Regions from separate parts of the Mus musculus genome. Here regions 1, 2 and 4 are each linked to region 3. The links are chromatin contacts, called in public promoter capture Hi-C maps. All regions are on one chromosome and are shown on one strand. The core of a region is the stretch at or near the end of the contact, and the rest is flanking DNA. Distances in the headings are between cores, read along the strand shown. Region 1 overlaps Ahi1 (Abelson helper integration site 1). Region 2 overlaps Ahi1 (Abelson helper integration site 1). Region 3 overlaps Gm33671 (a long non-coding RNA gene). Region 4 overlaps Hbs1l (Hbs1-like (S. cerevisiae)).

Region 1 (2,871 bases), core at 214-2,713, 220 kb before region 3:
ACATTTTTATTAGATGTTTTCTTATTTACATTTCCCAGTGTTCTTCTTTTACAGTTGTTTGCTTGTTCATTTGTTTGTTGTAGACTTGAGGTTGGTTGTTGCTTTTTTAGTATACCAGGCTGACGATAAATACTGGCTAATTCTAACTGGAGTTGAATATTTTTATTGTCTCCATAGGAGCAAATTTTCAACTTGTCCATTATTCATTGATATCTACTACTTTTCTTTTCAAAAGTGATCATTGTGGCCTTATCCTGTGGTTTATAAGCAGTCCATTTCTGCTTTTTAAAATGACATGTCACATTCTTTATCATCTATGGTATTGATGAGATTTTTATTAGATAAAAATTGCTAATGTGGAAATTATAGGCACTGATGCCAGTCATAGTAATAACTGTCCTTTAGGCAATTGAGAGCTTATCTTTTTAGACCTGTCTCAGTTGTAGGACAGGATTTATGCCAGGCTTATTGAAGACACAAATCTCCCCTGGAAGAACTGGGCCCTCAGAAGTTTGGGCATTGGCAAGTTGGTCTTGCTACTAAACAGAGTTAAGCCTCTTGAATTTATCCTATTTGCAACTCAGTGGAAACGATGCAGACTGACAATTCAGGGTGACAAGGAAACTCTCAAATGCTAGTTTGGATCATTAGAAGATTGACATCTGAATGTTTTAGAATGAGCAATACTTTATTTAAAGAAAATTATGAATACTTGTTTATTGTATTGTATTTCTTTTAGGAGGTGATACGATCCTGTGCTGCAAAAGTAAGTAGTTGTTATTACCAGGAAGACAACTTTAAAATTAAGTTTCTATTGTGATGTACGAGCAGATTGGATTGCGCCATTGCAGAGGTGACAGCTCCTATAAAAGTTGCCTGATGTGTTCTTTTCTTACTGAGCTTCCATTTTACCAGAATTATAACACTCGGCCCCCAGAATTCATCAAGAAGAGTATTTGCCAAGTAGATTCGAAGTTTTGAAGATTTAAAGTCCTAGCAACTGGGATGTAATTTCAGTGCAGGTCCAGCACATTCGGCATCCTCTTTTAGGCTCTCTATGATATCTACTACATATGATAGCTACTTTAAGCAGTTAAGGAGTCAACAATGCAGTCCCTTACATTGTTCCCTCCTCTCCTGACATTTTATCATTTGCCAAATAGAATTATATATTGCATAGTAAAAGATGAGACATCAGAAGAGAAAGAATTAGGGTGGTTGGAAGATGCCTCCATACAGCACCACTACCGTGGAGTGAGACAGGCATGCCAGGAAGGACCAGACTTCCAATAGGACCATGAGCTATTCAGTATCATCAAGACCCATCGCAGTTTACCTAATTATCACAAGTCAACCGGATATTGATTATAGACAAGGGGAAGGAAGATGGGGAGGGGAAAAGAGAACAAGCTGTATTCGGACTTGGCTGCAGATGTTCAGGAAGCTTGTTCCTGATAGCAGTGACTGTTGTAGTGATTATAGCTCCAAGATTACCGAATCCTCCCAAGTGTGTAATATATATAAAGCTGGTAGCAGTAGCAGTTTTCTGACTAGCTCTGACCTCTCCCTCTCCCTCTCCCTCTCCCTCTCCCTCTCCCTCTCCCTCTCTTTCCCTCTCCTTTTCTCTATCCCTAATGTGTGCAGTTTTCTCTACTAATGTTATTTCAATGTCAGTTGAGTCAGCGACTCTGTATACATTTAACCAGTCATTAGGGAGAATGCCCTATTAACCTGAAAACTCCCTGAGGGTAGTAGGGAGCATCTTTCATCTTTGTATCCCTAGCACTGAACACATGAAGAATGAACCCTCATCAAAACTATAATTACATATTTGAAAATTAAAATTAGGAAAGATTAACATTATTAATGCCTTTTTACACTACTTTAAATAGCTTTTCATTGAGATATAATTTATACACCACAATGCCCTTTTTAATTTATTCTTCTCTCATCCAATGCATCCCTGTGGCAGTTTCCCCTCCCTCCCTCCTCCCAGCTCCTCACCACATCAGCCTTCCCTCCCCTCATACTCATCCCACCTTCATTTCCCTTCAGCAAAGCAATACAGCATAACGAGATACAGTAAGCAAGATAGCTCAGTGAATGAAGGCACCACGTGCTGCAGAAGCCTAAGTGTGACCCACAGCACACATGTAAAGCAGTAACTCTAACAGGCTATCCTCTGGCCTTTACATTCATACAGTGACACATGCATGCCTTCATACATCGTTCACGATAAGACAAAAATGATGCCTAATATAAGTCTGAAAATAAAGTGTATCTAACTGTTTTTAATTATATTCAGCATTATGCAAGTTCCCCACGTAGAAAGTGTCTGTTAACTGCCCTTGCTAATTTATAAACATAACATGTATCCATACAGACTCACGGTAACTGTTCATGTGTTTCCCATAGATTATTTTGCATATGGAATTTTATTAAATAGAGTCAAATATGCTGTCTTTTGGTTTAGGAATCGGGGTTTTTGTTTTATTTTTATAAAATGTTCCCTGAGTAGCCTAGGTTGGCCTCAAACTCACTGTGATCCTTGTATCCCAGTCCCCATGTGCTTGGATCACAGGCATGAACCAGCACACCTAGCTGCAGTATGTGGCCTGTCACGACTGGCATCTCTCCTTTAGAGTCTCACCGCTCCCTGTGGATACTCTGCATCCCCGGGACTCCCTGGTCGGATGTGCCGTGCTTGCAGGTTCCCACCTGCCCTTCAGCTTACCAGCGTTAGAGTTGTTCCTACCTCTTAGTGTCAAGACTAACGTGTTATGACCATGTGTTGGTATGAACAGGATTGGTGTCACCAGTGTTTTCATTTCTCTGGGATTTGTGTGGGAGTGAGAAATTTTTTTGGATCAC
Region 2 (2,812 bases), core at 199-2,698, 200 kb before region 3:
GAGAAGTGCTGGGCAAACCCCTGTTATTTAGGGCTTTCAGCCTACTTGGCTTTTTTTCTAACCTTCGAATCTTTATTTATCCCAGGGTTCTTTCAGTTTGACTTCGACCAGATGTGCTGGTTACAGGTTCATAGCTTTTATCATAGCAAAGATGACATCCACATGAACGACCTCACACACTCCAAAGGAAAGTCTGTCCCTACATGTTCCTAGACATTTTCCATTGTATGAAAGTTTAACATTTCTAATATATTCTTTTCAAGCTTACCAGTGGCCCTCGCAGCTGCTAATGCCAGTGGCCAGTTCTTCTCCTTATCTTCCTTGACCGATCACCAGCTTTGAATACATCTGGTTACTTCCTAATGCGTGGTTTCCTGGACACCACACTCTGTTGGGTTTTTTCTTATCTTGCGAGTCAGTCCTCTTTCTTTCCTTATGCTAGATGCTTCCTGGTCCCTGACAGGCTTAAATAGACTGTTCCCCCACAGCTCTGCTCTTTCTTCCCCTGCATATGCCAGCATCTTTGGTACTCAGGTAGCAGTGACTGTCTGATGTCTTAGACTTATCCTAGTCATCTTTCCTGAGCTCCAGTTGTGCGCAGTCCATTATTGTAGCCCCTGAGCCTCATGTGAATGTTGAGTACATGAAATATCACTCGTGTGACTTAGGAACTCAAACCTTAATTTTAACACTGTGCATGGCCTGTGGGTACTGTATAGACTTCAGTTCTCTTCTGTCTACTTCTACTCAAGTCTATATCTGATCCCAAGAAAATCATTTGGTAAAGGATTGTTGCTTTAATTGGATGTGAGTAATGCTCTTAATTACAAACTTCCTTAGTTAAGAGTTTAGGATCTTTTATCAACATGACTCTGACACTATTACTAAAAGAAAGCGTTTGTAAATTCTACACTCCGGAGGCAGAGGCAGGAGGATCCGGAGCTAAAGATCAGGAGGGAGTTTGAGGCTAGCTTGGCCAGCAACTTTCACAGAAATTGTGTTTATCTCCTACTTCTATCAGTTAGGTCAGAGCATGAGAGTCTAGTAGCAGTTAGCAGAGAGAATTTAGTCTGTACATAAGCTATGGCCTTGAGTGGTCTTTTTTATATTAGAGATGAAAAGTAATATTTACTTTTCAAATAAAAATATGTAAAGTTCTCTAATTTTCCACTACATTTTAGAAAGGGAAACAAAGCCCTGTGTTCAATGACGCACACTTCAGGAATCTCGTCTGAATTCTTCCTCAAATGATCCATGGGTATTATTTCAAAAGAGAGCTTTGTAGGTGTACTGACTAAAACTGTTAGGCGGCAAAACCTCTTCCGTTCCATCAGCTGAAGCGGAGGACTGAATAATCAATCAGGCCAAAGTGCTCCGTGCCTGTGAGTTAGCACTGTGCCTCCAGGGAGGAAGAGAGGGGACTTTGGTTCACTCAAGGCGGGGTGAGAGGAGCAAGGAGAGGAGGCTCTGGTAAAATGGCTGAGTCATGTTGACATGAGAACAAGACTTTCACTGTCTTAATAGGCTTTCTTCAACCATTGATTGCATTTTACCATCTTTATAGTTTTCAAATGAAGTTGACAACTTCGCATATTTTCACATAATAAGGCATATAAATTAATATTAGAATTCATTTCAAAGTACTCAAATTTAGGACAAGTTGTTCTTTACTTTCTTTTCTGATAATAAACTTACTGCGTGTTTTTTTAAAGAAAATGAGTACAGCCTTGTCCTCAGGCCACTCGTTCACTGCTCGCAGCTCCCATGATGCTTTGCGGTGAGAGCCTCCCCTCCCCTCCCCCCTCCCAGCCTTGTGCAGCCGGCACTGCTAGCATTTCCCACCAGTGTTTGTAGCAACCATTCTGATTCTACAAATGGGAAGGTTTTTTTTTTAAGTATTTTATTTGCTACCTGACTTAGAGTGGGTGCATCTGTAACTAAAGTAGTGAGTGTCTATGATATCATAAAAGTTACTGGTAGTGTTTTCATAAATAATAATTCCTCTTTCCTTTATAAATTCCTGTGACTCAGGGTAATTCTTCATTAGATCTATTACAGGATAAAGCCTGGTTTTAAGCATCTTAAGTTGTATCTACCGGCTGGAGAGATGGCTCAGTGGTTAAGACTGCTCTTCCAAAGGCCCTGAGTTCAAATCCCAGCAACCACATGGTGGCTCACAACCATCTATAATGATAACTGAATCTCTTCTGGAGTGTCTGAAGACAGCTACAGTGTACTTACATATAATAAATAAATAAATCTTAAAAAAAAAAGTTGTATCTACTACGAGCTTTGGGAGGAAGAGAGCTGCCTACATTTTCTCATTTACTCTCCTCAGGCTGAAGAGAGTATCTGTACTGGAATAGTCCCAGGGCTTCCCTGAGAGAACTTAAGAGCTTTTGCATTTTGTGGTTTAGTCAGTTTGGGGTGAGTAGTGAGTGTCTATGATATCATAAAAGTTACTGGTAGTGTTTTCTGAAAATGAATATCCATCACTTATTGAAAGTCGTCAGCTAAAAATGGAGATGAGATTTAGGAGTCTGGCCTTCTGGGAAGGAGAGACCTCAAGATCAAGAAAGTGTAGAGTTGTATTTTCCAGAATTTTGGTGCATTTTCAGGAAGCTTTTTCCTTGAATGAAAACTGAATGAAATGTAAAGAATCACTCTTTATGTTGTTCTTAGTCAGCACCTTGCCTGCCCATCTCAGAGCCAGGGTGATGACACATTCAGAAACTGACAAGGGAGTGCATGAGGTGACTGTCAGCATTTTACAGTCATGTCAGAGGCTCTGTGTTAGGAGTGTCCAGCGAGT
Region 3 (3,122 bases), core at 507-3,006:
GTCTGAAACTGGAAGCAGAATATCCTGACAAGCTCATTTGTTGGAATAAGTACTCCCAGTTGGTGGCACTGTTTTAAGAGGTCCAGAGACCATTTGGATTTGTGCTGTAGCTAGCCTAGATGGGATACAAGGGGAGGAGAGGGGCAGGCCTTGAGCATAATATCTGCTTTTGTTTTATTCAGCCTGAATAAGCCCCGCTGCAAGCGCCTGCCACCAGAGACAGAGCCTCCCTGGCTGTCATGCCTCCACACCATGGTGGCTGGCACCCTCTGAACTGTGGGCTAAAACTAACTTCTGTTGGGTGCTTTGTCGTGGAGATGAGAAATGTGGCTAAGACAGTAAGGGAAATGCCACCAGATAATTTCGAGTCTACTCAAGGAAATATTTATTCTGTTTTTTTCCCACTAATGTGTCTATTAAGTTTGGACAGTAGACAAAGTTGATTGATATATTTTTCATGGCGTTTGATCAAGATTTGTAGCTAACTCTGGAACGTGGTAGGTCTCCAGGTCACACAACCAGTGTGGTGACAGCAATCATTCCCTACCAACAGTGTTAGAAGACCAGTGCTGTACCTGCATCTTCGCTCTCTGATTATCCATCCTTTGGGGTCCTGAAGCCCTTCCTATACCAACTTCAAGAAAGCTTTTGACCTCTTTTCACAATAGCCTGCTCTTCCATTTTCTGGAGAGATTATAGTATGGCTTAATAGTTTTCTTTGACAGACATCTGAACACTCTCTATCCGACCCAACTTTAAAATAATCAACAGTAACATAATCTTGGAGACTCACCATTTTATACAGAAGCAGGTACATTTGTCGGGAAAAGACTGGATGCAAATTGCCATTTTCTCAGGCTTCCGAGACTTTCTCAGACTTTCCCAGAGTCACCTCCATTTGTCCCCTGTGAGGAGCTCTGCTAAGCTGACAGCACAGTGTGCACTTTCCTGCTTGGAGCAGAGGCGAACACATTGCACACGTCTGGACCGCTGCTCCCTTTTCTGTGGGAAATCGGTGTTTTCCAGGTCTCTCCCTTCTCCCAATTCCGCAGAGCCTTTGCGGTATAACATCAGGGATTTTAGAGCACTCTGCTATGAACTGCAAATGTGCTAGTCCAGGTTCTCATTTGCTTTAGACGTGTTTGTAGAATCTCCTAGGCTAGTTTTAGGGTGCTTCTTCATGGTTTTAGAAATGCCACCCCCACCCCAAATTATGAAGAGTGAGCCAATTTGCTTTGTACCTTTCCCTTTTTGCAACATAGCTTACCTCTAGCCACTGGTGTATTTGTAGACACCTTGGTGTAAAAAGTAAAAGATAGTCCAATTTTTAATTTTTTAAATAACCTATCCAGTTTCTTCAATGCAATAAAGTGAAGAAATCTATTTTTTTCATAGTGAGACTCCACTAGAGACAGAAACTGCATCATGTCATTTCTAAATACATTTGGTTCCATTTTAATTTTTACATTAAAATAAAATAACCTATATATTCCAGCAAAGAAAGACTCATTTGATATTTTTTAAAAGTATTTTACAAGTCATGAGATTAAAAGATCATACACCCACCATGTTGATAAATGTCATTAATAAGATCCAAGTGACGGTGACAGAGACCCTTGATAAATCAAGACATGTTCCTTATCTTGACAGTACAGAAGGAAGTTAGCACAATCAGGATGCCCAGGGAAGAGGCCAGCAGCCTTCCCCAGTAACAGACAGAGGGCAAGCAGATGCGCTCTTGCAGATAGTACATCGAAAAGGGCAGTAGTCACATGAGAGCTCCTGAGAGTTCAACTGACCTCTGAGCTCAGCCTTACAGCCGCACAGCTGGGCACTTCATCTGCAAGCTGCAGGACTGTGTGCCAGAGCAGGCTGCATTACAAGTCTCAGTGCACTTCAAGGAAGCTAGACTACCTGTCACGCACGGTGCAGACTGTGTGGCATAGTCAGGATAGGCATCCCTTCCCGCAGTGACTTCAACACAGCACTGTAGCTTGATTATGCATTTTAAACTAGAGCCGTCAGCGTAGGCTTTGGAAATAATGCTTATGGTTTCTTAGATCATTGGAAAGACTCGAACTGAAAATAAAACAAAAATATAATATTATTATCCCAACAGATCCAAGAAGTGTACTCACTGCTAAATAAATGGAAACTGGCATTATATAAACATTTATGTGTGTTATATATATTACATGTGTACACACATAATACATACATTACACATTTATATATAACACATATTGAAAACACAAATTTTAAAGCAGAACCATGTATGTAATTTACACAGATTAATAAAAGACTCAATAGATTGGCTACAACCACTGAGGCAGGAGTCTGTTAAAATATAAGATTACTACGCAGAATGGGGCTGGAGACAAATCTCAGTGGAGAGGGTTTGCCTAGAACATCCAAGACCTGGGGATCATGGGGCTGACACACTTACACACACACACACACTCACACTCACACCAGAAAATTCAGTATTCTCTATGATGTATATAAAAAATATAAAAGGAAAAAATCCTTCTTTTAAATAGCAGTAATAAAATGAGTATAAAATACTTGGTGCTAAAAGGAACGAATATTAACCTCTATCCTAAGGAAAAGATCAGCAACTTTCCCCTAGGCAGACAAAGATGCCAGGACGACTCAAAATCATTTACAAAAGAACACGTGTCATTTTGAAATTATACAACTTTACATCAACCTAACTAAAATGCTACTAGAATTTTTAATAAAGATAATTCTAAAATTAAAAGAGAAGCCGTGTAAAAGGAATTAGGAAACAGCTGTAGGAAATCACGGTATGTCTCACTATACGTGAAAATACATCAGGTGAGTTTTGAAGATGGCATACAGATCAATCAATTAAATACATTATCTAGAAATCAGCCCTATTCACACATGGATATGAAGACTAAGGTAATTTAAATCTAAAGAGAGGGGCCCACAAGAGTGAGTGCATACCATGTGTGTTCTTTTGTGATTGGGCTACCTCACTCAGGATGATATTTTCTAGTTCCATCCATTTGACTAAGAATTTCATGAAGTCATTGTTTTTAATAGCTGAGTAGTACTCCATTGTGTAAATGTATCACATTTTCTGTATCCATTCCTCT
Region 4 (2,772 bases), core at 141-2,640, 130 kb after region 3:
AGAGTGAGTGTTTCTCAGTGAGTTTAAGTACTCAGCCTTAAAGTCCCCATCACCACCCTTGTTTTTATAAATTCAGAAAAGCTGTTACTTACATAAGTATGCAGTATTATTACTGACACCTTATTGTAATCTAGGAAGATGTGCAGCCTGGATTTACTAACTATACTGATTTTACTGTTTATTTCGATCTTGAGCCTGGGAACTCTTCCAAGGGAAGACGTAAAGTCCATCAGGAACAGAAATTGATCTTTCAGCTTGCTAAAGCTTTGATGGAGCCAGGAAGAAACTTACATAGGACACTCATATTCACCTTATGTATGATTCTTATTTCTGAATAAATGGACTCATTGTGTTCATTAGGCATTTAAGTACTTTAATAAGCATATTGTATTTTTAATTCATGTTTTAAAAAGTGTTTCACCAAAAGAGTTGTTATAATTGAATATTTCATTGCTAGCCATTTAGGACTCCTGCATCAATCAGCAAATAGGTCACAGTTAATTGCTTTGGAATGAATGAAGCAGATTCCTGGAAAAGGAGGTTATTGGAGGTGTGATTACTCACGGAGTAATTAGTATTTAGCAATGGAGGGAGGGCAAGGCGGCAGTTACTTTGAAGAGTAACACTGTCTTCCTGTCTATAGTTTCTTAAAAGCCAGCATCAGCTGAGGCTTTTCCTCTGTTTTAACAGACTACAGCAGTGGTTCTCACCTCCCTAACACTGCGACCCTTTAATACAGTTCCTCGTGCTGTGTTGAGCCCCACCATAGAATTATTGTTGTTGCTACTTCACACCTGTAATTTTGCTGCTATCATGAATCACCCAGTCAAAGGAGCTACAGTCCACTCCAGAGGAGTCACTCCCCACAGGTTGAGAACCATTACTCTACTGCTTATCACAATAAAGTTGGAATGGGAAAAGTGGTTATACCTACTTGCTGTTGTAGAAGGAAATTAAAATAATGCTTCCTAAACAATTAAACTTTTTTTAGTTAGCACTTAATTCTGCAATAAATACGTATACAGGTATGTGTAAATTTCCCTTAGTTGTTATGGTAAGCTACAGAGGAATTTATAAGATATATTAAATTTAATTTCTATTTTATTTTTGTAGTTATTATATCTAAGAAACTTTGCATTGTTAAGAACACGATTTGGTATACTCTGTATAATTTCGGTATACAGCTGCAATTATATAACCATTACAGCTGTTTAAGAACAAGAACTTTATCTCGGGACTAAAGCCTTGCAGTGCTTGTTCTAAGTATGATTTAAGAGGATAGTCTAGTCAGCAACTGTCTTCTCACTCTCGGTGTCCTGCAGTGTGGGTAACAGTCTTAATTTTGAAGAAATCCAGTTCCTTTTCCTTATCTGTGCCTTTGGTGGCAAGTCCATGGGTTTTCTTTAAGAGCTTTGTGGTTTGTCTTGTGTGTAGTTGGTCGTGTGGTGCTGGGCAGAGAGAGCCTCACGGCCATCCTGTCCTGTACATTTGCTCGTCGGCTTCCTCCCCAGGGAACGGTCTTGGCACCTTTGTTGACTATCAGATGGCCATCTATTTGCTGAGTTTTAAAAGGCTACTTAAGGGAGGCTGTTTATTAGTTACCTAACATGAAAGCTTAGCAAAACACTAGATGATTTTGTTCTCATCACCAGTGAAGCAAAGTCAGTCCCTGATGCCCTTAGGCCGGTCTCTTATAGAATTCAGAAATGCAAAGAATTTTATCAGAACACTAAATGCACACATGCTGTTTAAAACTCGTCATAGGAAGAGGCAAACCCAACACCAGTTGGAAACACATTGCTTCTGCTGTAACTTGTTAAGGTCAGGAGCACATGAAAGACAACAGACGTAATTGCTTGCATAGTTTACAGCAGATTTAGGAGAAGCACTCTGAGTTTTCAGATGGGGGGCGGGGGTTGAGAATTGTGAGTAGAGACTCTGCTCCCGTGTTGGCATTGCCCAGCTTACAGACGAAGTAGACTCTTGTTCAGGTGTCACTAGGTGACTAGGAATAGTCAGGCCAGGACTCGGTCTCTCAATTCGCTTGTTTTCAAATGGATGTCTCACTTATGTCCAACAGCACTTTTGTTTGTTTGTTTTTGTTTTTGTTTTCTTTTTAGCTACTTTTTATACAGGATGCTGTAGAGAGAGAACAAAAATGAAATCTAAGCCCGTGTGTTCGTTCACAGCCCAGTTGTTAGTCCTGGTGTTATTCTAGGGTCTACATACAGCTCAGCAAATGGTGGGAAGACCTCAGGGAGGCTCATGAGGGTCACGTGTGTCTTTTCTTTGGTATTTGGGACGCCATGAAGACCTAGTCATGTGTGAGGTTAGTAGGGAATCTTTGGTCCTGAAGAGACGTCTCTTAGATTCTCATCTTATTTCTCTCTCAGTGGGTAGCACTTTAAGGTCTGTAGCCATTGAGTACTTGGACCTGGTCTCCTCTCTGTAGCATGTGGCGGCTCTGCCTGCTCAGGGTCTCCTTACTTTGGAGTCTTTGTACTTCACATCATCAAGTACCACTGAGAAAGAAAATCGGGTTACCTTTTTTTGGAGTACTAGAGTTTCAGTGCGCCATTATTGCTTTTGATACAAAGGTTCCCAAAATCTAGGCTTGCACATCCACAGCCCCCTGCACAATTTTTATTTCCTTTATTAGCTCTTCTTCCAGGATGGCGGGGGTGGGGGTGGGGGGGAGGGTAAGGACCCACTACCTAGTGCGTGATGTGCAAATCCTCCACCTGTATCCCCGGGTGGCTTCTCTTTCCCACA

The links. Promoter capture Hi-C pulls out the DNA fragments that hold promoters and counts their contacts.
Region 1: a promoter capture Hi-C map of the HPC-7 cell line shows a contact between it and region 3. The contact joins two enhancer-like sites. A contact is called at or near these places in 8 of 39 promoter capture datasets (3T3-L1-derived adipocytes, the C10 cell line, the HPC-7 cell line and 5 more), 2 of 115 datasets of contacts at active chromatin or transcription factors (CD8 T cells and embryonic stem cells) and 1 of 9 other capture datasets (embryonic stem cells).
Region 2: a contact with region 3 is called in a promoter capture Hi-C map of the HPC-7 cell line. The contact joins two enhancer-like sites. A contact is called at or near these places in 6 of 39 promoter capture datasets (the C10 cell line, the HPC-7 cell line, embryonic stem cells and 2 more), 1 of 115 datasets of contacts at active chromatin or transcription factors (CD8 T cells) and 1 of 9 other capture datasets (adipose tissue).
Region 4: a contact with region 3 is called in a promoter capture Hi-C map of the HPC-7 cell line, with 4 times the contacts expected there. The contact joins two enhancer-like sites. A contact is called at or near these places in 8 of 39 promoter capture datasets (the 3T3-L1 cell line, the C10 cell line, the HPC-7 cell line and 4 more).

The regions. Positions count from the first base shown.
Region 1 is chr10:21,007,013-21,009,883 of GRCm38.p6, forward strand. Ahi1 (Abelson helper integration site 1) reads left to right here. Exons shown (of 24, transcript NM_026203.3): 17 at 740-766. Among named protein-coding and RNA genes, the nearest start is that of Gm20149, 36 kb to the right of the region's middle. Within about 2 kb of position 1,464, at least 3 of the 459 cell types and tissues checked have an H3K27ac peak or open chromatin away from gene starts, as enhancers often do. A contact at or near this core is called in the HPC-7 cell line, where this site is marked.
Region 2 is chr10:21,026,588-21,029,399 of GRCm38.p6, forward strand. The region is part of intron 18 of Ahi1 (Abelson helper integration site 1); the gene reads left to right. Among named protein-coding and RNA genes, the nearest start is that of Gm20149, 16 kb to the right of the region's middle. Within about 2 kb of position 1,449, at least 51 of the 459 cell types and tissues checked have an H3K27ac peak or open chromatin away from gene starts, as enhancers often do. A contact at or near this core is called in the HPC-7 cell line, where this site is marked.
Region 3 is chr10:21,226,960-21,230,081 of GRCm38.p6, forward strand. Gm33671 (a long non-coding RNA gene) reads left to right here. Exons shown (of 4, transcript XR_380153.2): 4 at 1-1,499. It overlaps Gm33728 (a long non-coding RNA gene), which reads right to left. Exons shown (of 4, transcript XR_380155.3): 4 at 1,491-2,079. Among named protein-coding and RNA genes, the nearest start is that of Gm33671, 12 kb to the left of the region's middle. Within about 2 kb of position 1,757, at least 22 of the 459 cell types and tissues checked have an H3K27ac peak or open chromatin away from gene starts, as enhancers often do. A contact at or near this core is called in the HPC-7 cell line, where this site is marked.
Region 4 is chr10:21,360,566-21,363,337 of GRCm38.p6, forward strand. All of the region lies in intron 15 of Hbs1l (Hbs1-like (S. cerevisiae)), which reads left to right. Among named protein-coding and RNA genes, the nearest start is that of Gm33803, 13 kb to the right of the region's middle. Within about 2 kb of position 1,391, at least 4 of the 459 cell types and tissues checked have an H3K27ac peak or open chromatin away from gene starts, as enhancers often do. A contact at or near this core is called in the HPC-7 cell line, where this site is marked.